Regions from separate parts of the Ovis aries genome. Here region 1 is linked to region 2. A link is a contact called in public Hi-C data. All regions are on one chromosome and are shown on one strand. The core of a region is the stretch at or near the end of the contact, and the rest is flanking DNA. Distances in the headings are between cores, read along the strand shown.

Region 1 (5,469 bases), core at 1,137-3,636, 230 kb after region 2:
ATGCTTTCATACCCCTGGCTCTGTCAGTGGCTCCCGGAGACCACTCATTTCCTATAAATCAGGGCGAATGGGGATGTTTATCTCTTTTGGGGAGCCAGCGGCTGCTGCTGTTCTCCTGTGGCTCAGGGTACCCTGGGCCGTGTCCTGAACCATCAGGTCCGCTTCTGCTGAACCTCTCAGATGGCCCCACTAGACCCCTTCTCCTGGGAATCTGTTTCTAAGGAATACTGCTTCTCTGTGTTCCCAACAGCTGGAGACATGTTTTGATCCCAGCCTGCTGGCACCCATTTGTCCCATGTTTATTTACTTGGAAATCTAAGCTGGTGTAGGCAAGTGCTTGTAAAGTCCCCAAAGCGGTGCGTTCTCACCCCGGAGGATGGGGAGGAGAGGTGTACAGGGCCACAGGCTCTGACACACTGAGCCACACAGAGGACGAAGGTGCTACTCCGGAGAGAGATGTCTCTGACATCCGTTCCTCCAGAGGTGTGTTGAAAGCAGGGATCGCAAGTATTTAGAGAACCAAAGACGAGCTCTGTTGGTTTAGCAATACCTGGAGTATCCCTGAGACTCAACCCACCACCGGTTTCTTGAAAGATGGAAGAAGAGGACCACAGTTTGAAGAGCAAAGATGCCTTTAGAGAATGAGAATAGCACACATCTGACCAGCAGCAAGACAATGGGGTCTCAGTCTATACCCAGAGGACATGGCTTCTCTCAACCACCCAAATGAACAAGGAAATAAGTCTTCCTCTCAAGCCTCCGAAAAGGAATCAGCTTTGCCAACACCTTGAGGTTAGCCCAGTGGGACCTGTGTTCAGACTTCTGACCTACAGAACTGGAAGATCAGAAATGTTGGTTCACATTTCTCCCCCTTCTTTTCCTATCTCAGTTCTCTAACCCAGCTGAGAAGGGTTCTCCACTTTTAAGGATTTTTGTGAATCCATTGGGCTCATCCAGACAGTCTAGAATCATCTCCCCATCTCAAGGATTGTAACCATAATCACATCTGCAGAACCATTTTTTGCTGTATGTATATGGTGCCATATTCACAGGTCCCAGGGATTCAGGTGTGGACATCTTTGGGGTCTATTATTCTGCCCACCACAGTGTCACTGTGACTGTGGGGACTGAGGGAACTGTGGAGGGGTTGTGAGCATGACAGGCATTTTGAAACTTGGCTTGTCCCGGTCACTGGTGACTGTGCAGTGACGCCAAGCTAGGGCTGCCGTAGTGACGCAAAGCTAGGGCTTCTCTGTCTCTGGTCTGCAGAACCAAGGGGCCAGTTATACGTTTTATTTTTACTTCTACTAGTGACTCATCCATCCATCCATCCACTCATTCATCATTCATTCATTTATTAATGATTTAGTGCTTTCTGTGTGACGAGAATAATAATCAGAACTGGAAATGAAATGCTGAGCAAAAATAGACCCCATGTCTGTCCTCATAGAGCTCAGAGTCCTACAAGGGAGGCAGGTGTTAACTCCCAAACCACACAAATTCATGTGAAATGTAACTGGCTCACATTTGACAACACAGAGAAACGGGCCACTGTCTGGGCATAGTTGGCAAGTCTAGAGGCCAGAGGAGTGGTGGTTGAACTAAGATGTGAAGGGAAAGAGAAGAAGGAGGAACAGTCTGGACATCGGGAACAGCACATGCAAAGGTCCTGCGGCAAAAGGGAACAAAGTGAGCAAAGGGAAAGAACCAGGGAGGCTAGAGCAGGGTGAACTGAGGGACAAAGGGAAGAGCTGAATCCTGCAGTGTGGGCAGGCAGAGGTTAGACCCCACAGAACTTCCCAGGGCCTGTTCACGAGGACTGGGGAGACTCTAAAGGATTTAAAGCAGGCCTTGGGGGTGGGGAAGCATGTTTACATGGGATCCCAAGATGTACATTTTGGGAAAAAAATGACTTAACTTCAATATACAGTGTACAGAAGGGCTCCAGTTAATCTGAGGTTGCTGCAGTGATCAAGCGGGAGATAAACAATCAAGGAGCAAGTATTTACAGAGTGAGAACCATGCCTAAGGAGCAGCTCTAGGGTAGGGGCAGGGATGGTGATGGGGAGCATTTACCGTGGGGAGCACTTCACTGTCCTTCCATTTGCTGACTGCCTGGTTGGCAACAGAAAACCCAAACTTGAGGAACTGTCATTGGCTGGGGCATGATTAATTAGGAAAAGAATGCTGCAGACACCAGCCTGAGAATTCAGGAGAGGAAAGAAATCAGTGAGCTGGGCTCACTGGGGGAAGCTTCCTAGACAAGGTGGGAGCTAAGATCTGGGGACAGATTCAGATTCAGGCAGGGGTGAGGGTCAGGAGGACTGCAGGAGCGGAGCGTTTGTGCCAAAGCCCGAGAGCCTGAGGCTTGCTCTGTGGTCAGCCGCCCAGCTTGGCTGGAGCAGCGGGTTTCGAGTTTAGGGTTTGGGACTGAGAAGCGATTCACCAGATGTCCCCGAGGAGGCTGCCAAATCAAGTTTGCCTGACCTGCTTGCTCAATGGAAGCTCCCATCAGGAGCACCAAACCCAAGCTACCAGAGCACAGCCAGGTGCATCCCGCTGGCCACCTGTCAGCTGAGCTCATCTGCTCCAGACCCCCGCCCCTCACTGAGTCAGCCACCAGCTGCAGCTGCCCCCTCACTGGGGGCTCAGGCCTGCACCCTTGCTGGGACGGGTGGCTTAGATTTATGAAGGTGGTGGCTCTCAGCCTGACCGCTCTCTGGAATCATCTGGGAGGCTTTTAAAACTCCTGTTGCCTGGGTCCCACTCCCAAAGATTCTGGTTTAATCGGTCAAGGGTGCAGGCTGGGCTCTGGGATTTTTTAAAAACCCTGGAAGTGATGCCACATGTAGCTAAGGCTAAAAAATAATTACTGAGAAATAACTGCACATCCATTCTTGGCTGTATTAGCAGAAGTTAGTTTTACTGACAGATGCACCTCCTGAATATTTTCTAGAAGCTTACTTTCTGTATCCGTTACATATTTAGAAAAAGCTCTATTTACCTTCCCCTCAGGAATGTTTTTATTTGTTGGACTTTTAATTGGTATGTGCAAATATACGACACTAAAGGAGTTTGATGGCATAGTGTTAGGTATGTTGTATTTATGTATACTCTGTATGGGTCTTAAATCAGGCTTTCTTTTAAACTGAACTAATTAACATTTATTATATAGAAACCAAAGAGTATATTATACTATACATTTAAGATCTCACTTCAGGAAGCATGTTTTAGGCAATAAAACAGAGAATAAGTACTTTGATGAACAAAATATTTTATTTAACATGAGAACATCTTTTTGTTTGGTCAGTGGAGTCATTTGGAATCCATTACCATTTTTTCTAAAGAGATATGTGTCACTCTTCAAATGCAGGCCAGTTTGTACAAATACATATACATGTTAAATTTAAGGATGTGGGTGAATAGGGCTACACTTTAAATGCAGTCGAGAAATGTTCTTTAAAACACTGTTCTTTAAAATGCAGCCAGGGAGCTTGCTACTCAAAGAAGTTATGGGGTGAAGGTTTATATAAAGTGAAAAACTAATGACAGTTTATCAGTGTTAGAATTTTGAATTTCATACCCTAATACTTGTTTTTCAGAACCTGGCACACCTTTGTAGTTGTCCTCAATTTGCTTTGCCAAATTGTAATATTTTTTCCTACCAAACTGTTTTACATACACAGCATAAATTCCCCAAAGGCAGAATGACCTCTAAGTGTGTTCTTAAAAATAGTTTGCAAAATCTGAAGACAGACAGGAAAAGTAAGCGCAAAACATCTAAGAGATTTATTGGAATCTCAGCTTGAATTCTAATTGCAAGTACTTATGAAAATGTCAATATTAACATGAAATAGCTGGCAGTTTTTCTAAAAAATGTAAATTGAATTAGATAGTGCGTAATTGGAGAAACGCTTGCTTCACTCAGGCTCTCTCAAAACAAGTCTTCAAATCTGTTAGCTGCAGCAGCCTTGCCCTCTAATGGCTGGAAATTGAAGGACAAGGTGAAATACTTGTGACTGCAAGGAGGATAGAAGCTAAACAGAGGGTATGGCAGACTATACGGCACCGTGTCGGAAGACTCCTCCCAAAGCGAGGGACTCGGTGTAAAGTCAGGACCAGCATAGTCTTAAAAAGAAACAACTCAATGGGTGCTGAGGGAAGGGAAGACAAAAGCATGCTAAGTGCCTTGGAGCTTCTGGGCCATCTTCAGTAGAAATGGTACTATAGATGCCCGATGTCCTGAAATGCAACTGAGAGGTCAGCTCACCTCATAATATTAAAACACTGAGAAGCCTGAAAAAGTTATAGAATAAATAGTCAAGCCTGGAAATTGTGATAGTCTTGGCTTAATAAGTTTTGCAGAGCACACGTAACAATCCACTTTAGTTCCCTTTTATGATTGACTAATCAGTGTCTCAGGCAAGGTAGAAATGGCATCAGTATGTCTGGTTTGTCAGGAGTATAATAGGAAGTTTGTTTTATCCCACATGACATTTCCATTATCTAGGATGACAGCCAGGAATGAATGAGCCAGGTGGGGGATCCACTGGCTATAATGTCATGCAACCTCTAGGCACAGACCACTTTTTCTCTGACCCTAAATCCATGCAGATATTCCTGAATTAATGAAAGAATTTTAACCAAATCCTGCTTGATTTCAAGACAAAGCTTTTAAAAAAGTGGCTCCAACTCCGTGTTTCATATTACAAGGAAAAAATACAATGGAATTGTATCAACATTCAGCTAGATGTTTCTATACTCTTTTTTTTTTTTTTTTTGCACTGAAGAGGAAGGTTATACCAGTATGACTTTTAAATGTTACCACTGCCCCTTCACCACTCTGTAGAGTTTTAAACACTCACTGCTGGTTTTTAAAATAACCTCTTGGATGAGACTTGTTAAGAAAACCAGCAGATGTATAAAAGAAATTATCAAGTTCAATAAGAGGTGGTGGCAACTTTGTTGACAATGAAATCTCACTATGATTATGGCATTCCATATATGACCCACTACTAAAGAGTAGAAACCTGTGAGATTAAGAAAAGCGATCTAAACAAAAATAATAGGGAGTTCCCTGGTGGCCTCCTGGTTAGGATGTCTGGACTTTCACTACCGTGATGCAGGTTCAGACCCTGGTTGGGGAACTGAGATCCCTCAAGCCACCTGGCGTGGCCAAAAAAAATGCCAAAACAAAACATAAGATTAGCCTCAGTCAACCCTGATTACTGCTAATCTTTATTTCTCCGGGAAATTATTACTTGGTGTGAATTATATTTATTTTTTACTTGCTAATATAAGTAGTACATTTTACTTGCTAATATATATTGCTTCTAAAGCCTTCAAATTGTTTCACATTTGTGTATATCTTGCATGTTTAACTAAGATGTAATTTTCGTAGATGGTATAACATGATCTCCTCTTTTAATCTCAGCACCCTTCACAGCAACCTGGCAGACATCCAGCCCA
Region 2 (5,427 bases), core at 345-2,844:
TATTATTCTTAAATGGTAAACTCTTGACCTCAGGATCCTATTCCTTGATTTTCCATAGAAACTTCCTCAGATATCCAACTTATAAAGGTTTTCAAGAAAACAGCCTAAGAATCATAGAGGTCCCTGCCCGCCCCCCCATTCTTTCTTTAATCCGGTCGTCAGTCACCGAAAGGTACAGAAAGAGTAGGGAACCAGAGAGGAGAGGCACAAGAAACCGGAAGTTTTCCTTTCCATTACCCAAGGTGACCTGGGCTAAATGTGTTATCTCCTATCCTCCAATCACTGGGCAAATTATTAGGAAAAAGCACCTTGGCTTGGAGATAGTACCTCGCAGTGGTTATTACCCTGGGCTTGAGTGTCAGACAGATTTGAATGCCTCTCCCAGTCTGACTCCTGGTAGCTGCATGACCTAGGGCCAATCACTGAAGCCTCAGGTGGCACGGCTTCTACATCTAGCAGTCAATCATTCTTACCTAATGGGTGGCTGATGAAAGCAGAACTTTCCGAGCATCACACCCCTGCGCTCCCCATCCCCCATCCCCCATCCCCAGCGGATGTATATTTGATGCAGCTTTTGAGCAGGGAAGGTGCTCTTTCATGTCCTGAAACCTCCGTTGGAAGACATGGGAAACTGAGTCGCTCAGTCGTGTCCGATTCTTTGTGACCCCCATGGACTGTGGCGCGCCAGGCTCCTCTGTCCTTGGGATTCTCCAAGCAAGAATACTGGAGTGGGTTGCCATGACCTGCTCCAGGGGATCTTCCTGACCCAGGGATCGATCTCGGGCTTCCTGCATTGCAGGCAGATTTTTTTCTTACTGTCTGAGCCACCAGGGAAGCCCATGGGAAGACCTGGGAGGCAGCGATGAAATAGGTCAGGGCTCTTTCCCTGAACATCTGCCAGAGGAACCACTCGAGTCCGCTCTGGAACACTCCCCACCCGCCTTGCCCGTCTGGTCCCTCCGTCGTAGAGGAGCAGCTGCCGCGTGAAGGCAAGACTGCTTCTGTTTCCCTTCCTGGAGCTGGGGCGACGAACCTGGCCCTATGGGCGTGTTTAATTATAATATCCACCGCTTGTTATTTTACCATCTCAGCAGAGGCTTGGGATACAGAGGGAGAGACAAGTTTCTTAAATAAGAAAAAAGACGAGGACCAAAAAGCCACACACACACACACACACACACACACACACACACACACACACACACACAAACATATCGTACTAAAAGAAGTCGTGCCTCTTCCTGCCAGTGACTGTGTGGGAGAGGGAAGTCAGCGGGGGCCCCCAAGAGGTCGCTGGTGGCGCAGGAACCGAGGCCAGATTGGAGAGAAAGGAGGAAGGGGGAAAAACACACACACACACACCCAGAAACTTTCTTCCTTGTTGCGAATAATCGCCGCCCCCCCCTCCAGGGAGAGGCAGTAACGTGACACCCGAGAGAAACCCGGAGACCCGAGCAGAGGGAGGGAGGGAAAGAGGGAGGAGAGAGCGCAGCGGAGAGCCGGAGGGAGAAAGGGGAGGAGAAGGAGGAAAACCCCTGTCAAGGAGGTGGAGCGTGGAGATGGTGTCCGCCTCCTGTTCCTCCCTACAGTTTTTGTAGAGGAGCCTGAGCCGGGACAAAACACGCCGAGACCGACAGCCACAAAGCCGGGGGCGGGGGGGTCCACGCTGGCGCTGGAGGCGAGCCCCGGCGGCCGCGAGCGAGCCCGAGGCGCTGCGGGGCGCGGGACGCGGGGGCGCTAGCGGGCCGGGCGCGGGCAGCGCCGCCGAGCCGGGGACGGGCACCTCGGCCGCTCGGGCCGCGGCGGCGGGGACCATGCCGAGGAAAGTCTCCTGAGCCCGGCAACTTCGGCCCCCTCCCCGCCCCCAACCCGGGCTGCCCTCGGCGCGGCCCTGCCCATGTGCAGCCGGCCGGCAGGGCTCTCCTCCTCGGATGGGCAGGCGGATGGGTGACCTCTTCCTGGCACGGGCAGGCTGTGCGCGGCGGCGGAGCCGGCGATGAAGCAGCAGCAGCAGCAGCAGCAGCATCCCGGCGGCGGCGCGGATCCCTGGCCCCATGGGGCCCCTCTGGGGGGCGCCCCTCCCGGCCTGGGCAGCTGGAAGCGCCGGGTCTCCCTGCTGCCCTTCTTGCGCTTCTCCCTCCGGGACTACGGTTTCTGCATGGCCACCCTGCTGGTCTTCTGCCTGGGCTCCCTCTTCTATCAGCTCGGCGGGGGACCCCCGCGCTTCCTGCTCGACCTGCGGCAGTATTTGGGTAAGGAAGGAAGGCGGGAGCGAGGGCGGCGCGAAGTTGTGCCGGGGCGGGGGTGGAGGGGGGAGCCGAGCGCGCCGGATACTCTGGTGCTGCCCTCGCCGCCGCCTCGTCGAGGCTCCCCAGGTGGGACGCCCGCGAGCATCCGTGCGGCGGCCCTGAGCGCCTGCTGCCTCTCGCGCGTCCGTCTGTCTGTCTGCGCAGAGGCGGGGTGGGGGTGGGGCGCCGCGGGGTTGATTTGCCCGGCAGGTACCCCAGGGCGGGGCGCCGCATACCTTCCCTCCTGCCTCGGCCACCCCGTCTCGGGTGGAGTGCTGGCGTGTGAGTTAGTGAGTGTGTACGAGTGTGTGTGTGTGTATTCGGGCCTGGCAGAGCGGGGAGAGGCGAGGGGCAGCGACGGCCGGCCCATGGCATTGTTAGTGACCACAGTCCCGTCCCCTCCAGCGCTCCGCGTCGCGGGGGTGGGATTAGTACCTCCCCGGGGCCCGTTTTGCGAATTCTGTCTCGCAAGATCTCCTCCTGTTCCCTGGCCTGGGTGGCCCAGGGGCAGTTTGCGGGCTCCCGCGCTGTCCGTGAGCTGGTTTGTGCTTGGGGCACCCCCTGCACACCTAGCTGTCCGTAGCAGGGATCGACCTGCTTCGACTGAACGATCCATAGCGCTGCGTGTCCCAAGTCTGAACTTTTGGGGGAGGTTGTGCCTGGTTTAATAGGAGCAAGGCTGCCTATGTTTTTGGAGAGGTGAGGGGAAGGATCTTGGGAAAAGAGCGGCTCCAAAGAGAGGATGTGACCTGCGGCTCTGTAGTCAGTGCACGGGGAGAGGGGGTGCCAGGGCCCAGCGTGCGTACCCCAGGTCCCCGGAGCGCGCCTGGCTAAGGGAGGATGCTCCCCTCTCACAAGTCCGTGGTCAGAGCAGGTCTCAATGGTGCGAGGTGGGAGTGGAAGAGGAGAGGCTGAGCTGGCCCAGGTCATCGCAAACGTCCAAGCGGATAAACTAAAGCCCCCGGGGAACTTCCGGCATCTGCGTGACCCGAGCCAGCGCGCAAACAGAAGCCCCCGGAGCGCTGGAACCACGAGCCAAACGACTCCGGCGGCTGGAGGCTCCCAACCTCGCCCACAACAATCCCTTCGTCGCAGAAGCCACAGGTCTAGATAGTAGATGGTTTTCGAAGGAAGAAAACCACTTCAGCAAAGTGACAGATGTTAGAGCATTTTGAAATGTACGTGCAGATAAAACAATGTTTTGTTTTCCTGTGTAGAGAAGCTCAGATTTTAAAAGTTACACTTCTCTTTCAGTAGAAACTTTGGAGGAATTACGGTTTTGTAAGATGCTTTAGAGAAAATTAGAGGAAAATTTTGCCCAAGTGGATTTCCAAAGAATAATCCTCAGCATCTGGTTTCCTAGGGGGTTTGGGGGTAAAATGTGCTTTTGCTAGAGTCAACTCTTTTCTCTGGGAGTTCTGTGTTTGGAAGTCTCACAGCCCCATTGGCTCTCAGATTCCTGCTACTACCACACAGGTTGCTATTATTACCAACAGTGGCTGCTATAATAACTGGCATAGGGAGGGAAGTGATTGAGAAGCTTAGGGGTCTTTCTCCATGAACTGATAGGGAATTCTTTGTAGGGGTTCTTTTCAAGCAAAATACAGGGGCCACCGATGTAGGGAGAGTACAGTGGGGAGGGAAGGAAGACACCTGTGATGTCCTTCGGAGCACTTGGCTTTGGGCAGGGCATTTTCTACAGGTAAAATTCCGGCCTGGACCAGACTGCCTGTAACACATCCACCCAGCTCTTAAAATATCATGCTGATACCCTTCTTGGGGTGGGGAAATTTGGGAGGAGGAAGGATCAAAGGCGTGTAGTGAGGCTAAAATCAAGGAACCGCAGTATCTACCCTATTAACTGCTTGAAAATTCAGTCATTATGTGTGGTATCCACAGTTTTATATGCTTTCATTATGTACTCCAGGAAATGAAGCCTGATAAGTTTGGGGGCTCGGTTGGTGAAAGGGTGAATTCACAAGCATTCTTCACTCAGGGAACCAGAAAGAACTGAAGGATGGAATATTGCTCCTATTACTAACTCATCATTGAATTTCTGACTGATGTAATGGGTTGAAAATGACATCATTGTGAACTGAAAATAAGATAACCCTTGGCCAAATTTGTTCCCTGTTGTTTTGTTATGTAAACATAATGATTTTCAGGAAAAGTGGGCTTGTGGTCTTTAAGAGGGTCTAAAATATACCCTTAATAATATAAGGCCAAGGTATCTGCAGAATTATGCTCCCCTTGTTTCCTCCATTTTACTATTTTAGTGTCTGTGAAAACAAAATTGTGGTTAGTAAACACATCCTCTCAATTTTCCTAGGTAGCCAATTTTGGAGGCAAGTATTTTTCTTAAACATAAGTTCATATAAAGTCAAAATTTTCCAAAAAATATTATTTTTAGCAATATTTTTCTTGACAGCATTATTTTTAATATACTTCTATAATATATTGCATCTGACACATAGGTGAAGTGAAGTCACTCAGTCGTGTCCGACTCTTTGTGACCCTGTGGACTGTAGCCCACCAGGCTCCTCTGTCCATGGGATTCTCCAGGCAAGAATACTGGAGTGGGTTGCCCTTTCCTTCTCCAGGGGATCTTCCCGACAAGGGATCGAACCCAGGTCTCCTGCATTGCAGGCAGATGCTTTAACCTGTGAGCCTCCAGGGAAGCCCACATCTGACGTATAGTAGCTACTAAACAAACATCTGGAAGTGATGCTTGTACTTATTGCATCAAATAGGTAGTGTGATTTGTAACATATTGAACACTGAATATTCTCACAGGGAAGAAAGAGGACCATTTATGACAAAAGCCAACATTTGCTGTGTATGTGCCAATCAGTGCACATGCAGAATGAAATTGAATTAGCACAGAAATATCATAGATTAGGTACAGCTGTTATCCCTATTTTTGATATGGGAGAAAGGAGGGCAAAGAAGTTCACTGACTTGTTGAAGGACACAGAGTAAGTAAGGCAAGACTTGAACCCACGTCTGGTTGCATCAAGTACCCACTGCATTAACACTACAAGCAGTTTAAGAGAAAAAGGAAATAGAGCCAAGATGCGAATGGGGTGCTAAAGAACCGACTGGTCAAAAAATGATCATTTTTATTTCTGTAATTTCACTT

The links. A called contact is a pair of places that touch in the nucleus more often than the background predicts.
Region 1: a Hi-C map of hypothalamus shows a contact between it and region 2, with 5 times the contacts expected there. The contact joins the enhancer-like site here to the promoter of UST in region 2. A contact is called at or near these places in 2 of 16 Hi-C or Micro-C datasets (hypothalamus and retroperitoneal adipose tissue).

Annotation. Positions count from the first base shown.
Region 1 is chr8:73,345,700-73,351,168 of ARS-UI_Ramb_v3.0, forward strand. All of the region lies in intron 5 of UST (uronyl 2-sulfotransferase), which reads left to right. Among named protein-coding and RNA genes, the nearest start is that of UST, 230 kb to the left of the region's middle. Within about 2 kb of position 2,387, at least 5 of the 54 cell types and tissues checked have an H3K27ac peak or open chromatin away from gene starts, as enhancers often do. A contact at or near this core is called in hypothalamus, where this site is marked.
Region 2 is chr8:73,116,450-73,121,876 of ARS-UI_Ramb_v3.0, forward strand. UST (uronyl 2-sulfotransferase) reads left to right here and starts at 1,595. Exons shown (of 8, transcript XM_027972539.2): 1 at 1,595-2,252. The coding sequence starts at 1,997.